Regions from separate parts of the Sus scrofa genome. Here region 1 is linked to region 2. Evidence: chromatin contacts called from public Hi-C data. All regions are on one chromosome and are shown on one strand. The core of a region is the stretch at or near the end of the contact, and the rest is flanking DNA. Distances in the headings are between cores, read along the strand shown. Region 1 has its middle 44 kb from the start of YIPF5. Region 2 overlaps LOC110259527 (a long non-coding RNA gene).

Evidence for each region. Hi-C and Micro-C count contacts between places; a contact is called where the count stands out from the background.
Region 1: a Hi-C map of heart right ventricle shows a contact between it and region 2, with 2.8 times the contacts expected there. The contact joins two enhancer-like sites. A contact is called at or near these places in 2 of 47 Hi-C or Micro-C datasets (fetal heart ventricle and heart right ventricle) and 1 of 2 datasets of contacts at active chromatin or transcription factors (skeletal muscle).

Annotation. Positions count from the first base shown.
Region 1 is chr2:145,621,644-145,625,908 of Sscrofa11.1, forward strand. No RefSeq gene overlaps it. Among named protein-coding and RNA genes, the nearest start is that of YIPF5, 44 kb to the right of the region's middle. Within about 2 kb of position 2,893, at least 2 of the 83 cell types and tissues checked have an H3K27ac peak or open chromatin away from gene starts, as enhancers often do.
Region 2 is chr2:145,486,834-145,491,203 of Sscrofa11.1, forward strand. All of the region lies in intron 2 of LOC110259527 (a long non-coding RNA gene), which reads right to left. Among named protein-coding and RNA genes, the nearest start is that of YIPF5, 180 kb to the right of the region's middle. Within about 2 kb of position 2,143, at least 2 of the 83 cell types and tissues checked have an H3K27ac peak or open chromatin away from gene starts, as enhancers often do.

The sequences.
Region 1 (4,265 bases), core at 1,643-4,142, 140 kb after region 2:
GCACCATTCTCAGCGCTTTCTATTAACTCCTCTAGTCCTCGTACAATCCTCTGAGTTCCTTATGGGACGGAAACAAAACATTTTTGAAAACAACAGTTATGTAACTTGCCTAAGACTCCTTAGGCAGCAAATGATGGGGCTGGGATTAGAACCCATGCAGTCTTCCCCTAAGGTTTGTAAATTAAGGCAATTGCATGAAGTTCCTTTGTGGTGCAGTGGCTTAAAGATCTGGTGTTGTCACTGCAGCAGCTCAGGCAACTGTGTCTCAGGTTCAATCCCTGACCCAGGACCTTCTGAATGCTTCAGGCACAGCCACAAAATAAAAAAGTGAATAAAATAAAGGCAATTATAAGTAGGTAATGCATGGTAGGAAGGGCAGATGCAAAAAGTTTTGGTAAAAAGTAACTGGGAAGAATCTACTTTTGACAGATTGGTCCTGGAAGGCCTTTCCCAGGAGATGATATATAAATTGAAACCTAAACGAAGAAAAAGAGACATTTCTAAATTGAGAAGAAATTTTTTCATTATCCTCATACACCACAAGTTGGCCATACACAATAGCCTTGACAGTAATGGGACTTTCTTTTTCTTTTTTTCTTTTTTCTTTCTTTCTTTCTTTTTATTTATTTATTTATTATTTATTTATTTTTTTGTCACCCTGTAGCACATAGAATTTCCAAGCCGGGGATCAGATCTGAGCTACAACTGCAACCTACATGGATTCCCCAACCTACTGTACTGGGGCAGGGATCGAACCTGTGTCCCAGTGCCCCAGAGATACTGCAGATCCCATTGCACCACAGTAGGAATTCCAGTAATGGATTTCAAGGTCATAGCAGAACGGTCCTTCATGAAAAGGATGACCAAAGTTGCTAAGGCCCATAAAGGACACTGCCCACGACTGTTCATGAATCATGCTTGCTTTCCTCAAAAGCATTCTAGACAGAAGCAACTCCCAAATCAGGAGAGCAAGGAAGGTATTTACAAGGACAAAACAGACAAAGACAAAGCAGGCAGTGGACACTAGAGTTACAGAGTAGAGACAGGGGCCCAAAGAAAAAGGGAAGCTGCAATTCCTTCCTCTACTCTCCCTAAAGTATCTTTTGCATAACATTCTCAGGTTGGTTTCCTAAGAAGCATTATTACAAATTGGCACACCATAAAGAGGTACAGAATCAACCAGCTTTTGCCTTGTTCCAAATCCATGCTCAGGATGCACAGTGCACTTTTGGAAAACCAGAAAATGGGCCTATTCTTGACAGAAACATGAATAGTAACACGGACCATTCTTGAATCACCATTGCTGAGTGAAAAATGATTCTACCACATTTTATTATTCCAAAGTAATCGGGATTAAATAGCTGGTGAGAGGAAGCTGAGGCAGTTCAAGTGAGACCCACTACAAACTATTGCCCTGGACTCCTCGACTGCGAAAAAGGCTTTGGGTGGATCTGATGTGTCTGCAGATGCATCTCCCTTGCCGCGGTCCATCCTGCTTCTGAATGGGCCCCTAAACTTGGTAAGACCTGCGGAAATCCTCTGCTGTCCTCTGCTGCTAGCGCGAGAGCTGCTCCTAGAGCCCTCTACCCTCAGAGCCTGCGGTCCCCTCCACGCCTCTTCTTTCCCTCCCACTGAACATTCACAGCTCTTCGATGGCCTGAACTAGATGACACCAACGTGGCTACACACTGTCTATCAAGATACCCTTTTCAATCTTTGCATTCATTTGTATTCACTGTCTCTTACAGCATTACAAATTACCCTGAAACAGAGCAGCTTAAAACAACAAACATTTATTATCTCAGCATGTCTTTGGCCTTGGGATCAGGAATTTGGGGGTGACTCGGCTGAGTAGTTCTGGCTCAGGGTCCTTCATGAGGGTGTAGCCAAGATGCGAGCATGGGCTGCCGTCATTTGAAGGCTTGACTGTGGCTGAAGGATCCACATGCCACATGGCTCACTCACCAGGCTGCTGGATAAAAGCCTCTGTTCCTCACTGCGTGACAGGAAATCTCAGTTCTCCATCACGTGGGCCTCTCCATAGGGCTGCTTGAGTGTTATTCATGAGCAATGCAAGAGAAAGTACGGCAGATACTACAATGCCTTTTAGGATCTAGCCTCAGAATTCAAAGAGCATCATTCCCATAATATCTTAGAGGCTGTACAAGTCATCAAGAGGGGCATCAAGGCCGTGTGGAACCCTGGAGACCACCTTGGATGTCAGCTCCCATGCCAGGGAAGAGCTCTGATTTTCGTCTCTGACCTACAGATATGGAGGCATACGGAAACCCAAATTGGCCTGCCTGAAATGAAAACCAGACAGCACTTCCGTTTCCAAGTAGCGGAATAATTGATTCACCCTCCTGTATTTATGGATGCAGGGCTCCCTTCGAACGTCATCACGGTGCTTATCACCACGCTGGGGTTAATTATGGTGAATAGCGTTTTTATTTATAATGCATTTGGGGCAGGCTTACCATGTTTCACACCTTGGGCTAGGACTTTACCTACGTTTCATCATCACAACAGTCCTGGGAAGCTGGTATCAGTAGCCCTACTTTACAGACCGTGACACAGACCCAGCTTACCCATGAAAGAGTCTCCGGCTTACAAATGAACTTCAAGATCATGGAGTGTAAACACTTCACAGAAGGCACCTGCAGCCTGGAGAGTTTAACAGACTCTTCTGAAGGCCACAGTGGCGATGTCGAGACCAAAGCCTTGGCCTCCAGAGTCTGGACAAAGCTCTTTTCAATTACATCCGTCTGCTTTCCTGTGATCCTTTCTCCTAAACAAAAGGTCAGAACTCCCACAAGACATTCAGCCTCTGTGATTCTGTTAAAATGGGCCCAACAATCAGACGGACCTCACAGGGCTGTAAGGATTACATAAGCAAAGTGATATAAGGTCCAAGGGCAACGCTTGACACACACAAAGCCAGATCCCGTGGTAGCTGCTGCTATTTTGGTGGTGTTTGCCTTAATCTCTTTGGGCTGCCCTAACAAAATACCACAGAATGGGTGGCTTATCAACAACAGAAACGTGTGTCTCACAGTTCTGGAGGCTGAAGCCCAACATCAGGATGCCAGCATGGCCAGGTTTGGGCCGTCCCCTGGTGGAAGGGGCTAGTGGGATCTTTTACGGGGTCACAATCCCTCTAGGGCAGCCTCACCCTCACGCCCTGGGCCCCTCCCAAAGCCCCCACATCCTAATACCATTGCCTTGGGCATTCGGATGTCAGCAAAAGAATTCTGAGACAGGCCACAGCAATGTAATTAATTGATGAACGGGAAAACGAACCTGGGCCATTACCGAGCATCTGGATGGAGGGAGACATGCCCTAAACTCAGTACCGTGCCAAACGCCCAGTCACCTTCTCTAGCCAAATCAACCCAATGGGCGGGACTCATGTTATGGACTAGTCAGCCTCTTCTTGACTCCAGCTCCCGTCTTTTCCCCAAAGTGATGTGTGCATGGCCTGGCTGTGTGTAAGGTGATTCCAGATGGAACATGTTTTTATACTTTAGGAGTTGTGTACTTATTTTAGTAAGTATTAGAAAAAAACACAACTAAGATAAAATCACCCATTTGATGGATAATCTTGCTTAGGGTGAAGCTAAAATAGGTTGATTTAAAAAAGAATATGAAGTGAATCACAGTAGTGGCAGCGTGCAATTAAAACAAGAAGAGTGAAGATGGTGTGCCAGTCACTTTGGGGAGCAATGGTTTACCCTACCGTGAAGATCACAGGGGCTTGACGGTTCAGAATAGCTTTGTTTTTATTGTACTAGCATGTCCTCTTCTGAGATAGCTCAGCCTCTCTTCTTGTTTACACGCACCCCTCCACCCCTCTCTTCTTCCTCTAACTCTTAGAAATCCTTTTTCACTCCCTTTGCTTGGGTAACTCCCACCAATGCTTAAAGTTTGGGATCATGTGTGGTCTCATCTGGGAAAGAGGACTCTCTCTTACCTCTCCTCCAGCCTCAAAAGGCGTCCTCCTTATACCTCCCTTCCTGTACTTAGGGCTCTGTATGGGCATTAAAGGACTGTGTGCCTCTCTCCTCTCCTTTTCTGGGGCTCCTCGAAGGCAGGGACCATGCCTTCCTCGTCTTTACATCCCCAGGGGTGAACACCGTGCTTAAGATAAGGAAAGCCCTCAACTATGTACTGAAATAAGCTATTACTACAGGCTGCAAAAGAAATTAAAAGAATGTTTCCTCTTATAGGTCCTTAAAACTGCTGCCTGTCCAATGCACAGGGGCTGT
Region 2 (4,370 bases), core at 893-3,392:
CCTCGCTCAGTGGATTAAGGATCTGGCATTGCCATGAACTGTGGTGTAGGTTGCAGATGCAGCTCAGATCCTGCATTGCTGTGGTTGTGGTGCTCCGATTCAACCCCTAGCCTGGGAATCTCCATATGCCACAGATGCAGCCCTAAATAGCAAAAAAAAAAAAAAAGAAGAAGAAGAAGAATGTAGTGCCATCTGTGTTGGTTTTTTTTTTTTTAACTGACAATAAAGAGTAAAGATGGAATTACTTTCATTTATCTTTTTCTGCAGATTAGCTGTCTTCATGAAATAAAATTCTGTAATTAGACTAACCATGTCAATTTCCGGTTTAAAACTATCAGGTAATCAGGGTGAGCTTCAGTGAGAAGGTGTCATTGGGGCAAAATTTTAAAGATGGTAGGAGAGTAGCCACCCAGTGTCCATCTAGAGGAAGAGTGTCCTGGGTGGAGGTAAAGGCCTGTACAAAGATCCTAAGCTAAGAGTATGTCCTTGTGTTTGAACAACAGTGAGGAGGGCAGGGACTATGGAGTGTCTCTGCCTGAGCAACTGAGAAATTACAGGTGAATTAGGGAAGGAATTAGGCCAGATTATGGAGGGTCCCATAAGCCACTGTAAGGACTCTGGCTTTTAATCTGAAGGGTAAGCCAGCATGATTTTGAACAGAGGGGTGACATGGTCTGACTTACATTCTTGGAGAATCACTGATGAATTGTTAATAGACTATGAAGGTGGAGACAAGGCTGAAAACAGGAAAACCAACTAAGGGTTCTTGTTCAAGAGTCAGATCTACTTCCTAATATTAAAACTATCATTTCTCCCATTCAACTTCCTACTCTCCATTGGTCATGGTAAGACTTCGGGAAAATCTAGGGTAATTCCACCTGACAAAAATTTGGATGACCTACTCGAAATCATTTCACTTAATTTTCTCACTGGGAGAGGAAAAAGTAATGTCCAAAAGCTGAAATAACAACTCGAGCTATGACTTAATGAGCACTTACCCTTGGCCAGTACCGTGCCTAGTGCTATACACACATATCTCACTTAATTCTTTCCTCTGTCAAATGAGGTAGGCAATATTAGAACAGCAGTGGACCTCAGGAATATCCAAGGGGAAACGGCCTCTCTAACATCGCAATAAACACTTAGGAATAGGCTGTGTCTTATGCCCATGACTTGCAGCTAGAAGCAGGCAGACACAGCCAAGGCAGAAAGATTCAGGTGGAAGATACATAAAGTTTCATGACAACGGTAAGGGTAATTGTCATACTTTGCAGAATCTTTTCACTGGGAGGTGAAATCTCTGGCAGTTTTTATGATGTCATCCAGAGGTGAAGATCTGAAAAGTCACTCTCTCCAACCAGGAGCCTACTGCCTCATCACTGGTCTTGTGTAACATCTCCATAATTTCCTATTCCCTTTTCCATAAATACAGTTTACATCCTCTAAGTGTTTTTGTTGATATCTGTCCATAAATCACATTCCCATTTTGTGACAATCATTCAGTGTCCATTTCCACTCCTCAATGAGAACACAGAGGTACATAGTACATAAAAAAAAAAACAAAAAACCTTTCTGAGATCACATAGGTAGTAAGTGGTAGAGCCAGATTTGATCCATGTCTGCCTGATTCCAGAGACCAAGCTCTGAACCTCTGCTTCATATTTCTCCTCTAAAAATGCCCAGTGAGCTGGGCATATGCTGGAAAATCTCTTGGAGTTCTCCAGTTTCTGTTACTCAGTTACCAAATGAACAGAAGAATTGCACTGTGATATTTTCACCCTCAAGACAGAGTGAGTTCTCAATGTTCCTCTCTGCTCAAAGTACCAGCCGTAAATGCCCCATAAAGATACACATGAGTAAGGACTCTCTACACTTGTTGTTAGGAAAAGAAGACATAGGAATTTCTCCCTTCCAGAATGAAGCACATATGCAGAGGCAGGAAGAAGCTGTACTGTAGTCAAAGAAAACAAATGGTCCCCTATTTATAGGTTATCCTTAAAGAAGCCGATGTCTGGGTAACACGATCAATCCCTTCCTCAAGTGAGGACTTGATTCCAATGACAAAAGTAGAAGAACACGGGCATACAGGGCTGCGAGTTGGACTGGGGCCAGACACCAAGGATCTCGAAGGTCAGGCTGAGGCGTATGGACTTTATCAGGCAGGTGACAGACATTGCTAAGAGACCAAGCATCTGAGTGATATGATCCATATTGCCCTATGAAGATAATGAAGCATAAAATGACTCAGGCAGGGGAGAGAAGGTGATCAGGAAGACTAACCAGGAGGCTGTTGCAGTGTATGTGGGATTACATGCTTTGGGGTAAAAACATGTATAGTCAGTGGTTGGAAAATGCCTACTAAGGGGATGAAGCACCTTTATGCCTACAAATATAAACGTCCCAGAGTGGGTATGTTCTAAGACGATTATCTGATACTCTACAAAGAAGATTACTGTGCTATTTAATTTGAAAGCTGAAGGATTATAACTTATTTTCTCTATGCTGGACCTACAGTGGAATCCTGCCCCTTTTCAGCAGCTTCAGAATCACAGTGAATGCATCCCTGGTCCTTTAGGCTGTCACTGTGAGAGCTTTGACTTTACAGGGCTCAGTGTTTCCTCTAAGGTTTAATACCCTTGTTATCAATTAGTGTCACATGTGTCCATGCTATTTATTCCTTTTTTTTTTTTATCTTTTCTAGGGCTGCACCCATGGCATATGGATGTTCTCAGGCAAGGGGTCGAATCAGAGCTACAGCTGCCAGCCTGCACCACAGCCACAGCAACACTGGATCTGAGCTGCCTCTGCGACCTACACCACAGATCAAGGCAACACCGGATCCTTAACCCACTGAGCGAGGCCAGGGATTGAACCCACAACCTCATAGTTCCTAGTTAGATTCGTTAACCACTGAGCCATGATAGGGACTCCTCCATGCTATTTATTCTAATTGGAGTTTGTCTCCGACATAAATCAATATTCAGAATGTCCCTTGTACTGCTTGAACCACAAACTGAAATTAACAGGTTGCTGGAGATTATTTTTATTTACAAGATGCTGAAGCTGAGTTTCTTTTAAGGAAAAGGTGGTAGAAAATTCACAGGTTAGGAAGGCTTTTGATCTGCAATTTACTCTATCATCTAGTTCTCTTTATGTTAAATGACTGAAGAACATTGAATGTGTTTTCCTGGAAAAAAAATAAACAGAGAAGAAAGAAATAAAGGAAGAAAAATTATATTTGTTTGAAAAGGAAGAGAAGGAAAACAAGAATGAGGACTGGTGCTTTTAGAACTCTCAGATTTATTATTTTCCCATTATTGGCTTTGTATAGGCTAATTTCAAACAGCTATCTTCCTGCCTATAGTCCAAGGATGGTGCATTTGTAACATAGCAACATATTTTTAGAAATGGACAGCCCTCCCAGTATAGGGAGAGACCAAATGTGCCCTTATCGAAGATCATTGTTTCAGTGACTGATGAGAATGACTGCAAAGACTGACGGCTTTGGAAACAGAATTCTGGACGCTATTTAGGTCATGGTTAATAAACCGTTTCAAGCTTAAGAATTTTGAGTGAGCATATTAGTAGGAAATAATATGTGCAACATTTATTGAAGGACCTTATATAAAAGAAATCTCAAAACTTTTTCTGCTTTAAAAATAATTTCTTTCTAGGTAGAAGATTTTATTTTGCATTAATGCTGACATTCTGTTCACTTTACTGACAGATGAGATCAAACCAGGGGCTAGGCACATCTTGTCCCCAAATGTGCTCAATTTAGGCAATAATTTAGTGAATATTCAGCTTTTGTATAAAACAGACCTAATTCCATAGAGCAGTTAAGATAAATTCACATTTCAAGGCTGTTCTTTGTCCCTTAGGAACACACAAATGCACTACACTACCGTCATTCTTCTGAATGAAGCTAAACTCTCTGTAGTCTATCTATATAGATAATTAGTAGGCAGTCTTACTGGAGTGGCCTTAGCAACAAGCCTGCCCATCATCTCTCTCTCCTTAGCCCTGACAGGCCCTTGGTCACTAAGGCCTATCTATTTGACGTCTGTGGCAGACAATACTGATTATCTACCTACAAGGTGTTTCTGGTCTTCCTTTTTTCTTGCTGAGAAAATTGCATCTTTGTTCAGGAACTGATCAGACATGTGCATCTGGAAAGACTGGGTGAATTTTAATTAGTCTAAGCCAGTCATGGCCTCCCCAGTCCCCTTGCAAGTGGCTGGTTCTTGAGTGAGTGTGTGATGTAACTGCAGCCGATCAAATGAAGAGACAACTGTGAATAAGAAATAGGTGGAATTAAATAGTTCCTTCTCCCCACTCCTGCCCGGGGATTGTCCTCGCATGTAGCACCC